3 separate regions of the Zea mays genome follow, and regions 1 and 2 are each linked to region 3. Evidence: chromatin contacts called from public Hi-C data. All regions are on one chromosome and are shown on one strand. Each heading gives the region's core, a stretch centred on a gene start, on an enhancer-like site or on the middle of the called end of the contact. The rest is flanking DNA. Distances are from core to core; before and after follow the strand shown.

Evidence for each region. Hi-C and Micro-C count contacts between places; a contact is called where the count stands out from the background.
Region 1: a contact with region 3 is called in a Hi-C map of tassel, with 2.4 times the contacts expected there. The contact joins the promoter of LOC100274569 here to the promoter of LOC100273899 in region 3. A contact is called at or near these places in 2 of 25 Hi-C or Micro-C datasets (bundle sheath and tassel).
Region 2: a contact with region 3 is called in a Hi-C map of tassel, with 2.2 times the contacts expected there. The contact joins the promoter of LOC100279274 here to the promoter of LOC100273899 in region 3. A contact is called at or near these places in 3 of 25 Hi-C or Micro-C datasets (bundle sheath, ear and tassel).

The regions. Positions count from the first base shown.
Region 1 is chr8:113,346,886-113,351,408 of Zm-B73-REFERENCE-NAM-5.0, reverse strand. It overlaps LOC100274569, which reads left to right and starts at 1,657. Exons shown (of 5, transcript NM_001358397.1): 1 at 1,657-2,084; 2 at 2,851-3,083; 3 at 3,728-3,827; 4 at 4,217-4,308. The coding sequence starts at 1,777.
Region 2 is chr8:114,167,418-114,171,630 of Zm-B73-REFERENCE-NAM-5.0, reverse strand. LOC100279274 (putative prolin-rich extensin-like receptor protein kinase family protein) reads right to left here and starts at 1,479. Exons shown (of 8, transcript NM_001152295.1): 1 at 777-1,479; 2 at 1-179. The coding sequence starts at 1,356.
Region 3 is chr8:113,723,949-113,728,143 of Zm-B73-REFERENCE-NAM-5.0, reverse strand. LOC100273899 reads right to left here and starts at 2,597. Exons shown (of 8, transcript NM_001148291.1): 1 at 1,901-2,597; 2 at 1,089-1,470. The coding sequence starts at 2,250.

The sequences.
Region 1 (4,523 bases), core at 408-2,907, 380 kb after region 3:
GGATATTTTGAGGAGGATTTTGGAGAGAATATAGACCACTATATTTTATTTGTTGATATCAACTCGCAAACAAATATTTTGAAATGAAATTTGAAATTCATTTTGAATTTAGAGCGAGTTTGAGAAATTTTCAAGATTTGAATTTTTGGGATGCTACAGAAGCTCACCCAAGCGATGGATCGAGAGAAGAAAGGCTAGAAGATAGTCGATGATGAAGAGGAGCTCGGAGGCGAACAAGAATGATGGCAGTGGCATGGTCAGTGGAGAGAAGAGGACATAACTACAAAGGAAGGACGAGGATAATAAGAGGAAGCTCGGCAAGCGACAAATCAAAGAGAGGGGTGGTGGGGAGGGCAAATTGCTGCCAACGAGAGAGAACTCCAATGACAATAATGAGGTAGTGGAGGATAGAGTTAGGGCTAGGGTTTGCGAGGGCTGATAGTATCTTAAATGGATGAGAGGAAGCAGGGGCACAGTCGACATTCTGTTGTGGCCACTAGCATGGTATCCACAATGGTAGCAAGCATTTGATGGATGATGTCGCAAGTGGCCAATTGAAGGAAGGGGAGGGGAGCTGGAAGAGGCACACACTCAATGATGAGCGAGCCAGTGTGATAGCAATGGTGCTCCATGCGGCTAATGGGCGAATGGGCGGGTCCTTGGAGCGAGCGACATAGGGAGAAAGGGAGTGGGCGCATGCCGAATGTCAGGCAAGCCTAGGATGTCAACAACAGAGAAGGGAGGGGATTTTTAAATTTAAACTCATGATAATGGTTTCTACAAAGTTCACTCAAAATGACCATTAGAGAGATAAAATTGAGAGGATATCATTTTAGACAAAATCATTTATAGTTATCTAGTGTCACTCATGATAATATTTTCAAATTGAGCTCTTTGATGTCTAGGTCATCAGCTACATGGGACCTTTCCCAATGTCATATGATTACAAATCAAGTTATCTAGTGTCACTTGTGAGACCAATATTTCTACTCCCTCCATCCCAAAATATAATTCGTTTTAGACTAAACTTCATTATATAATTTTATCTCAGTTTAATCAAACCACCTTACTCCACAGAACACTCATGGCCGATAAAAGATAAAAAAACGTGGATATGCAACGTCTTTATTTTTTCTTCCATCCTTCATCTCCATTTTCAGCGTGTTGAGGTTTTGCATCATATAGTCTATGTCATCTTATCTTCATGGCCTTCATGTAGCTCACTTCTACCACTTAATCTTTCATGTATTTTATAAAATTATTAGTTTACAGTTATTGTTATTAGTTATCAAAGCTCAAATGTATCTACTGCTTCTATCTGCAAAAAAAAATGAAAAATCAAATGATTTATAGTTTGACCAAACATTATATAGAAATATGCCTAGAAATATACTAATATCTATGGTACAAAATAAGTATCCATGAGTTGATTTATTGTGGCACATCTAATTAAAAATATAAATGTTGATATAAATTACTATAAAACTTCGGTTAAAATTGAACTAATTTGATCTGGTATGTATTACTCCGCACATCCACGGATTTTAGTATAAGCCAAGTGTAACCAACCCAGCTCGACCCAGGGAAGCTTCACCTGATCACCCTTCAAACAAATCACTCTTCGCTCCGGCTCCGACTCGCACTCTTTCCCCTTCCCTTCCCTTCCCACTCCCAGGCTCCCACTCTCACCCCTTCCGCCTACCCACGCAAACGGCACACGAACTAACAGCCACCTCTCACGTCCCCCACCCTCTGGTTCATGTCCTGCTGCTCCCCATGTCGCCTCCACTCGAGCTCGACTACATAGGCCTCTCGCCGCCGGCGGCAGCCGCCGCCGCTGAAAACGACGAACTGAAGGGTACTGAGCTCCGCCTCGGGCTGCCAGGGTCCGGGTCGCCGGACCGCCGTGTCGTGGCTGCCACCGCGACCACCCTGGACCTGCTCCCGGCCAAGGGCGCCAAGCGCGGGTTTTCTGACGAGGCGCCCCCGCCATCGCCTGTTGCCACTGCCGGAAAGGGAAAGAAGGTGGCAGAAGAGGAGTACGACGAGAAGAAGGTGGCAGCGACCCCGCAGCCGGCCGCCAAGTAGGTCGAATGTGGAAGTGGATCTTGGGGTTTTGCCGCCTCAAACGAAAAAAGGGGAAGGCTTGGGGCTTTGCGCTGCCAGCGCGTTCATCTGCCGTTCTTGGGACTGCGGCCACTAGTGGTTTGCAAATTGTTTGTGATTGTTGCCCCTTTGTTGGGGGGTCTTTGGGTGCAAGTTCTCTGCTATTTGGGAAATCTTGCTGGGCCTTTTGAGTTTATGACATTTGCAGGTTCTATAACAGAAAATTATCTTTGGAAATTCTGTGCTTTTCAGGGAAACAAAAGAGTAGGAGGAGTTGAAAAGGGGACTGAATTGCATGTCAGAGGGATCTCTGTTGGCGTGATATTTTCGATTTGTGTACTCTTCTTTGGGTGGGAATTTCAGTTTATCTTGGGGCCTAGAGGAGGGAAACTAAAGTTGCAGCTTTGTGGTGTTCTTTTTAAATTCCCACTTTTCCTCCAAATTCTCTACTTTCGAAAATGCGCTCTTTCAATTTATCTTTCAGAATCCTTGCTTTGTTTTTCACTTTTTCTTGCTTGCTCAAGCTCTTCTCATCTTCTTCTCTGCTCTCCCTGCTTTGTTTTTGTTGTATTTTGTACAAAACATTTTGATCCGTCATTATCTTGCTCAAATTCTGTAACTTTCATCCCAAAGTTCGCCAGAATTCGTTTCTTTTTTATTTTGTTACCAGTAGAGCATCTCCTGATCTACCTCTTCGTCGTGTTTGGTAAAGACTATTGAGCTCAGGTGTGTTGCGTTGTGCAGAGCACAGGTGGTGGGATGGCCACCAGTCTGCAACTACCGCAAGAACACGATGACTACCACCCAGCTGGAGGGCAGCAAGGAGGATGGTGATGCCAAGCAGGGTCAGGGGTTCCTGTACGTCAAGGTCAGCATGGATGGCGCGCCGTACCTCAGGAAGATCGACCTCAAGACTTACAAGAACTACAAGGACCTGTCGACCGCGCTTGAGAAGATGTTCAGTGGCTTCAGTACTGGTGAGATGTCTCGGGGTTACTCTCTCTCTCTCTCTCTTTCGGATGGCGCGTCAGTGAGTAATTATGTTTCGTTTTGATGTGGATGGTGTTAGAAGTACATCAAGAAGCCTTTAAAAAGCAGCATACTCCTACTTGATTCCTAGGATAAGCAATAGCTTGAACTTACCCCGTTATATTTTGAGTAATTGTAAGATTACAAACAATCTGGCACCCCTTGTTTTGTTAATTTTTGGGTGAACTTTTTATTCCTCCCAAAACAAATACCCTGGTGATTGTTCAGTTATTGCATCCGTATCAAGTCTCTCTTAGAAAGATGTTGTTTCCTGTAAGGCAAAATAAGTTTTGGCTCCATCTTTATGATTATTCGATGATATCTTCGAGTCCTGGGTATTATTCCATAGAAAGCTACTAATCACTATGAGAGTGACATCCCCTATATATTTCTGAAATTTGTGGAGATCTGTGGTCCTGTATTTATATATGTAATATCTCATTAGTTTTCACCACCTCTTTAGAATCGTGGGAATGAAAATCAGGCCCAAATCCCTTCAGTAGAAATTTTAGTACAAGAGGAGGTTCTCTTCTGTTCTGTTTTCCTTTTTATTGGTCTTACATGTTAGTATATGGGTGTAATGCCATATCAGGCAAGGACGGCTCATCTGAGTACCGCAAGGATGGTGAATATGTTCTGACTTACGAGGACAAGGATGGAGATTGGATGCTTGTCGGCGACGTACCATGGGAGTGAGTTACACCCATCTGTCTTAATTAAAACAATGGAATTGGAACTAAATTAATCACCGATTAGGGCATGTACAGTGGGTGTCTTGAGTTATGTCTTCGAGTGTGTTTAGGGGGGTGAATGTAAAAAAACTCAAGATATGTATCTTGACGAAGACACAGTGTCTTAGCTCTATGTTCGAGACATGAGACTAGCTGATTGGTCACTTTAATTTATTGAATGCTCTGATTGGTACAATTAATATGGTAAGACACATGTTTTAGACACGTCCACTGTATTATGTTGTGTTTTAGGTGTGTCTTATACTTGGAGTACCGTGCAACAGTGTCTAGGTTGTACATGCCCTTAGGTTTCGTGGCTCATTTTTTTTCTCAACTAAATACATGTTTAGCTGCCACATCGTCTTTCGCTCCAATTGTAGGATGTTCGCCGGCTCCTGCCGCAGGCTCAGGATCATGAAAGGCTCAGATGCGATTGGACTCGGTATGTTTGTGCTCCTGTTATGTCTAGTGTATCGTCGCGCTAATCATGTTGTCTTGGTTGTTTGGTGGAAACGGTGGGATCGAAGTACGTTCTATTGTCGGTTGTACATGATACAATTTTTGTTAAGGAGTTCCTGTCCCATGGTCCTGGTCCCTGCATGGCTGCATCACTGGTGGTAGTTCTCTTGGGTAATCCATTTGCCATTTTCTTGTGCA
Region 2 (4,213 bases), core at 230-2,729, 440 kb before region 3:
ATTAGAACCAGATCCACCACTACTATTTAGCATCGCTGGTGGTGGTGGCACTGGCGGCTGTGGAGGACGATTGGCATATGCTGGCGGAGGCGAAGGGTGCATCTTGACCACATGCTCAGGGGGTGGAGCAGGAGGCGCATTTTGCTGCCAACTCTGGTACGTTCCACCGTATGGATCCTCTGCAGTAAGATAGAATACAATGTGAGGAAAGGTTTGTCTTCATTTTGAAACTGCTTACAGAAAGCACCATATGCTTAAATAGAATCTATAAGAAAAGCTATACAAGTTAGTTTGTCTTCCAAACAAAACAGATAGACAATAGGTAGACCAAATATAATACAGCATTTGATTTAGACAGCAGGTATGACACCTACGGAGAGTGCCAGGTAATGCATTTTCTAACTTCAAGGGAAGTACACCTTATTAAAAGTAATGCCTAACCATCATGATTACGGATTAATGAGTACAAAATTTACAGGTCCAAATCCCTTGAAATTGAAAAGAGCACTGTAATTTACTGAAATAACACTTTTAACCACTATATATGCACATATGAACAACACCTATGCCAAAGTAGCATGAACTGAAACCTAACACGCATGTTAATGCCATGACCTAAGATCCACAGCCAGCCGAATTGCCAGGAAGACCAGAATTGAAACCGACAGTAACGTGACTAGTACCTAGTCACGCCACCCACATGCTAGATCTGGATCTAGACAGCGACAGGCAGGCAGGCAGGTAGACACGGGAGCTGCGAGAGAGATCTAACTCACCCTTGTACGGCGGCGGGGGCGGCGGGTATCCGTAGTGCTGAGGCGGCGGCGGCGGCGGCGCGCGGCGGCGCTTCTTGCGGAGGCAGCAGAGGCAGATGAAGCTGGCGAGCAGCAGCAGCACGAGGCCGCCGACGGCCACGCCCACGACGAGCGACGTAGACGGCCCGGAGCTGCCGCCACCGCCCCCCGGCGAGTGCGACTTGGGAGGCGAGTGGGAGGACGGCGTGGATCGCCCACCCCCAGACGACGGCGGGGACCTGCCCCCTCCACCGGACGATGGCGGCGACGGGGTGTCCGATGGAGGCGACGGGGTGGCGGGCGTGCCCGGGGAGGAAGGGGAGGAGGGCGAGGGCGCAGAGGGAGTCACCGGGGTGGAGGCCGGCGCGGGGGCCGGGACGGAGGGGGGTGACGGCGGCGGCGCGGCTGGGGACGGCGGGGACGGCGTGGGCGGGGTGGGCGTGGGAGGCGTGGGCGCCGCCGGTGGCGGCGCGGACGGGGTCGCGGGCGGCGGATTTGTCGCGTTGGCCGGCGGAGCCGATGGCGTGGTCGGCGCCGGCGCGGCCGTCGGCGACGACGACATCACGGCCCCCCTTAGCTCCCGGCTCCGGCTCCGGCTCCGGCTCCCGCTTTGGAGCTACGGCCGGCTGGCCTGTTGCTTAGCGCGTAAGAATGGGCAAGTGGAGCACGGAGGAGACGATGAGGCGAGATGCTTCGCAGTGCTAGCGCCCGCCTAGTAGCAATCCCCTCAATCAATCAACGGGAGGAAGGGGAGAGAGGAGTAGGAGTAGGAGTAGGAGTCCACAGCCTACTAGGCAGGGCGGTCCAGGGTTAAATGCAAAGTGAGACCGAATGAGGTGGGAAAGCGAAGGTAGAGAGAGAGAGAGGACGGTGGGCCCGCCCCCGCGGCTGGACAGCGTTTGGGTGAGCCGTGAGCGGAGCGGTGGTCGTTGCGCACCGCGACGCGAAGCTTTGGGGACACGGCCACCGACAGGTGGACGAAGGCTGCCGCGGCGGGAGCGATGGGGCCAACCTGTCTGTGACGTGAAGATTGCGCGTGACCGCGCGCAGGAGCCGGTGGGAAGGGGGGCACAGCACAACCAGATAAAGTGCGCGCCACTTCTGCCGCTGGATTACGCTGAGCATCTACGGCATGTTACCGTGGTTTCGCTCCGCGCGGGCCCCGCAGGTCAGCGTCAGCCCAGCCTCCCATCGTCCATTCGTCCGTCACACTGTCTCACACACACCGTCCCATGTTGTGGCAGGCAAGGCAACGGAACGGAGGGTGGTGGGTCCGGAGGTCAGCCCGTGACGTTCGGTTCGGTGGATTATCACTGGTCCTTCTTTTTAATATTACCTCTCTTATTATCTTTCTCTTCGTCGATGACACCTGCCAAATGATTCAACACAATTTCACCGCGGCGGTGTCGTGTTCAAAGGTTCCACTTCCAGGCCACGAGCAACGTGGGTGGGGCCGGCCCGCCGCGCAGCGTCCCACCAAAAAAAGTCTGCGTGATTGGCGCGGACCAGGACGAGGAGCGGGAGGGACAGCCGAGCCGGGCCCCGGCCAGCGGCCATACCGAGCCAAGTCGCCCGGTTGGAAGTTGCCATTGCGATTTCCCTTTTCCTGTTCGCTCATGTTGAGATGTCAACGGACGCAATACTCCGTCCCAAACACGTACCCATGTGAAAAATATTTATATCCACTAAAAAAACTCGTACTCATAACAGATTTAAAATTTTGCTCAAATACCTACCCATGAGTTAGCGGATGAGTTAGCGGGTACCCCACGTGTCGATGTTTTGGGTCCGACCGCGCACTTAGGGTTGCCCCTCCAGGTGCCTTTTGGAGTAGGACGGTGTTACTGACTGTAGCTCGATGGTTCGTGCTAGATGCACGAGAGACAGTGGACAATTTTATACAGGTTCGGGCCGCTTAGATAGGCGTAACACCCTACTTCCTTGTGTGGATCTTTTATGTGGTGGGTTACAGGGGAGTTCTCTAGTATGGGGATGCTAGAGAGCTGAGTAGACGGCGAGTGAGTTGTTATTTGATGGGGTGCCCCCTAGGCCTTATATACTCGACCGTGGGGCATTACATGCGGATATGATAACAACGTGCACCTAAGTAATAGTGTACAGACTGAGCTTATCTTCCTATAATCCTGTCGACTTATCATCATTCAGTTCCGATGTCTAAGGGCGCTGCGCGGAAGAATCGGATCACTGCTGTGGATAACGTTTGAATTCAGTGAGCCGCACGGGCTCGAGTCGATCCGATCTTATGTCGATCCATTCTTCCAGACATTCCTCCCCTGGCCCATGAAGGGATGGCCTTGCGAAATAATGGGCCCGAGGCCTTTCGCGAGGCCTTCTTGTCTTCTAGTGGACCCGGGGGATATCTGTCCCCCACAAGCCCCCAATCTTTGAGTTGATTTTGAAATAATCGGCCCAAAGATTCTAGGTCCACCTTACAGTTTTTTTATTTTGGTAAGGAATGCTTTGAAAATATGCCTATCGAGTTGTTGCTTCTAAACTCTGAGTAACTCGGTAAAAATGATCTTCTGTTATCCTCTCCTGTCATTATTCATCGGTCTTCGCTTTATTCTTCAGAAATCGGTGCTTTGTCTCTGGCTTATGCTTTGGAGATCAGCATTCTGTTCTCTGGGGTTCAGGATTCATTGGGTGCAGTGCCCGAGCTTTGAGTGGATTACTGAAAATAATCCACTCAAAGGTCTTTATCTCATGCTTTTTTAGAAATCATTATTTTATCTTCATCTCATGCTTTAGAAATTAGCATTTTATCCTTAGTTCATGTTTTAGAGATCAGCATTCTGTCTTTTGGGGTTAATGATTCATTGGGTGCCCCTGAGCTTTGAGTGGATTACTGAAAATAATCCACTCAAAGGTCTTCATCTCATGCTTTTAGAAATCATCATTTTATCTTCGTCGAATGCCTTAGAATTCAGCATTATATCATCATCTTTATGCTTTAGAGATCAGCATATGGTTTTTGCCTTTGAGATCATCAACGTGGTCTACCCATGTCCTGTTAGGTTTGAAATGTATTTGATCGGCGATAAATTGGACGTCCGGTAGATGGCTCTTGGCTGGTCTTCATTTCGCTTCGTGCTTCAATGCTTTTGTTGATTAGACTTGTACTTCAGCAGCTATTTTTGGCTTTCCTCTGATCTCTATCAATATCTTCCTTCTGTCTTGATACATTCATTGCGTATACTGTATGGATGTGACTGCTTGGAAAAATCTATTGAAAATTCCTGGACGTCCCCCCCAATGGGTGTAGCCAAAGGACGGCTTGGTGCGCTGAGCGTTTAGCAAACTGCCCCTGAGTAGTAACTTGACGTGACCGCGGGGTGTAATCATATCGTCCAGCAGTTGACTTCAGTCCCAATGGGTGTCGTGTTACGTGGAACGGCGTC
Region 3 (4,195 bases), core at 1,348-3,847:
ATAATTGCAATCCCCCCAACATAATTATACAGAAAAACCAATATTATTATAGCAATAAGCATCGTCCTTTATTAGATTCATCATGAAATATATATTTTGCACAATATATCTACTTGAAATCGTAAATGTTGATAACGTTCAGCCGCGGAAGTGCAAAACTGAGAAAAATAATAAAAAAACACGATTAAGGATAAAAAAAATGAGAAAAACGGTAGAACCAAGACGATCTCCAGCATCTCTCCTATTACAATCTTAACTCTACAAATAGTGTCATTAACTCTAAAAGCAGTGTCATCTATAATGTTGTGTCCCTTATTTTGCGCGATCCACCGAAGACAGCCTAGGGGCGCCATTTTAAAATGCCGTTTACTTTAACGAAACCCAAAATTGTATTTTTTTTTGGGTGCGTGTGTTCTTGTGTGGGGGCAGGGGCCGGGTAGCAGGCGGAGGTAGTAGTAAAAATGGGTAGTAACAAAAAGAGCTACCACTTTCAATGCATGTGTGCAGGCCGGCCGGCCGTAACACTCTGACCAACGAAGATTATGAAACGGAGTGCAGGAAAATACCATCCCTCAGCCTGGTTGACTAAAGTGGATTTGCATATGACATGGGAAACATGCTTGCATGCATGTACTACTAGCAAATAAAGCATCTTTTTTCTTGAATAGAAGAATGCATCTTTAATTTAGTTTGTTTCAGCTAATGGAAGAGAGAATAATGCATCATGCATGCGTCGCCATGAGAACTTACTGACAGCATATATAGCCCCCTCAACCTAGTCGATTATATATGGATGAGAACATAATCATGGTTTTATCTTTCAATTCCATCTCAAACTAAGATGAATGGAGTGCCTTTTGGAAGTATACCATCGCTCTTCCCGAGGGCGATCCAGATGAAATCAAACACAGCGTAATAAATTAAGTTGGCAAATAAAACGAATGCATTCCATGTCGGCCGTGTCTGCTTAAATAGTAGTTTAGTAATGTGCATATCTAACTATATATGTCTCGTATGCCTGAATCAACTCGATAAATTTTTTTTTGGGAAATGCCTGATTATATTAAGGTAGCTCATGCTCATCTCACCTCGGATGAGTTATCAGAGTGATGATGGTGGCGCTTCAGCTCCATCGGCGGCGCGCTGTTGGAGAAGTCAAGCATGTTGCTGCCGAGGCTCGTGGTGACGCACGAGCGAGGAGACGAGGCCAGGAGCATCTGGCTGAGCTGAGCCTTGCTGGCTGGCGCCGGCATCTCATGCTCATCACCGCCAGCAGCGAGGTGGCCGTGGCTCCCGTAGAAGCTATACGGAGGTTGTTGAGGCACGGCGGAGCCCTCATCCTTCTTCGTACCGCCGCCACCCACCATGCACGCCGCGCTTGCAGTCGCAGCGTGATCCCCCCAATCGTCCATGCCCTTTGACAGGAGAGCTGCGGTGCAGCGCTCCTGATCTCCTCCGACTAGCCCCGCTCTGCACATGTAGTTAGGCAACCAACTAATTAAGCTAGGCGAGCACCGCACAGATGCATGAGTCCATGGAGGACGATGGGAATGATTGCGAGCTATATTAGCGGAGCAAAGTGAACATGCATAAGATGCATGGTTAGAGACAGGGAAGGTAGATTAACGCTTAATTTGAAAGGCTTGATCCGCTGTAGGACAAAGTGGGTTAAAACCACTTTATTCCTTCACCTAGATCGAGCTCTACTGTCATGTATTAGAGAGAACTGAAGCTTTACATATATGTAGTGGAGGTTTGTAATTGTGGATGGATCTGTTGCATGCATGATAGAGAGGGCCGCCACCGCCAGGGTGAAGTCGTGAAGACGAGAGAGAGAGAGAGAGAGAGAGAGAGAGAGAGAGAGAGAGAGAGAGAGAGAGAGAGAGAGAGAGGTGTTTACAGAAGCATCTGGCTCCACGACTCCGGCATGTGGTGGTTCTCCTGGCCGCCGTCGTGCAGACTTGGAAGGCAGCCGCCCGCTGCTGCGCCGCGGTTGGCAAGAAGTTGGTGGCCCGGAGAGGTGGTAGTGGTACCGGTGTGCGGAAACGACTGCTGCTGGTCGTGGGAGAAGAGCAGCGACGGGGAAGACAAGGACGGCAGGTTGTTGGGGGAGAAGGCCTCTTGATCCTCATGGCACGAATTGAAGTTGAAGGCGCTCATGACGACGCTGCTGCTGCTGGCCGTGGCGGTATCGGCGCTCCAGATCACCTGCTGCTGCAAAGGCGAGGCCCGGAATTGTCCTCTGTTCATCGCCGCCGCGCGCACCGGCCGCTAGCTAGCTTGCTAGGTAGAGAGCTGGTGACGCAGCAAATGCTGGTTCGTTATCTCTTCCTCGCCAGTCTCTCTCTCTCTCTCTCTCTCTCTGTGTGTCTGTCTCCCACCTCTCTTGCACTCGTGGTGTGGACGAAGCAGTCTCAGGTCAATCTTAAAGGGAGATATGGAACGATGGGCTCGTCGCAATTTCCTTGGAGATGGGGGGCTCGGAAGTCGGAATACATCTCCTCCCTATAGCTACAGAGATGGAGATGGAGAGGGAGATGGGGAGGGAGAGAGAGGGAGAAGGGAACAGCAACAACAACAACACCCAGCAACAGAAGGAGAGAGAAAGAGAGAGGTGAGAGGATCCGGCCGGAGAGGAGGAATCTGGGCCTTGTTTTTGTTTTCGCGCTTCCTTTCGCTTCACTCCTTTATCTCTCTGAACGAACTTTCCCTTGCTTTCCTCTCCTCCCGCTCCCTTTCTCTCGCTACACACTCTCTCACTCTTCGTCCTTTGTATGTACTCATACACACGCACACACAACTGCATTTTTTCTTCTTCTTCTTTATTTATTTATTTCCCTACTCTGTCGCTTTTGCTTTACCACGACAAAGTGACGCAGGAAAGGTATACGAGCGCGCGCGTTAAGGACGACGACGAGGGCGATGCCCGTTAATCCATGTCATGCATGCATCGATTTCTTCTATATGTGTTTAGTTGGATGTATAAGAAGGGATAGAAGAGACCGAATATAGTTTATATAGTGTTTGGATGAGAGAGAGTCACGTGGGGCTATATGAATACCAAAGTAATTTTTGTGGCGGTGTGATAAAAAAATTGAGGGGACGGTGTCGCCTCCTCCTCATCCTATTTTGACCTCGAACCAAACACATAGTAAGTGTGTGGACGCCACCTGATAATTGCATGCAGTTGCAGTGATGAATGAAGCGTAGACTACCAGCAGCAACACGCGCAAAAGACATGACCTCCGCCACACGCACATACACAGGAACGGCAGCGTAAAGTGGGATCGGATCGGAAGGCAAACGCATGCACGCACGCCCCAAGTGGAATGGATATCCGATCCCATCGTCGTTGGTTTCTTTATAATGTACAAAGTGGAAACCGAAACGAAGTGGTTATTATCTTGCTCACTAATTTTTTTTTACCAGAGCGGAAATAAAAAGTGTACGTACGTACGCGCTACAAGCCATATATATATGTCAATAAAGCTATTTTAATTTGAAACTTGAAAGGTCGGTCTAACCGAGGGCTACTCCTTTATTAATTATGTTTTGTGTGTCATATCATCGGCTGAAAAGCGATATATATGTGCCAAAGTTCCTAATTGTACGTCTGCCTTTGCGAGAGGACAGATATTCGTTTATACCATGCCAGCTAATCTAGCTATATTTAATTTTTTTTCCTTTTGTTGGTTCAAAATCTGAAGTTTGTAATGTATTATTGTTACACTAAGTACATATATATAGTGATGATGCTTTCTACTAGCGCGCGGTAAACACCTTGTTTTGACCAGCTAGCGTCTGTCGCTACGGATAGGACTATGCGAAAAGCCAGTGAAAATGGCGGTCTTTTCACTCGTCCGTTAGTAAAACTGTCACTCCAATGCAAACTAGTCGGTTGGCCGTGCGTTGCGACGGCTTACAACAATATCCACGTAAACTATCCATAAAAAAATTTCAAGATTTTTTATTGATCGTCTCCGCTCTCTGTGTAATATATTTTTTTGATTTGGCTAATTGATGTTATTGTTTACTCCATGCAAATATGTCTTGGTACAACACGACCAATGAAGTGAGCGATTAGAAGAGAGTTCATAACGATTGACTGAATGAATAGAGATTATAAAATGACATAATTCCATCATACAGAGACCAAATAAGAGAAAGTTTGTGAGATCAAGTTTCTAAAATAAGT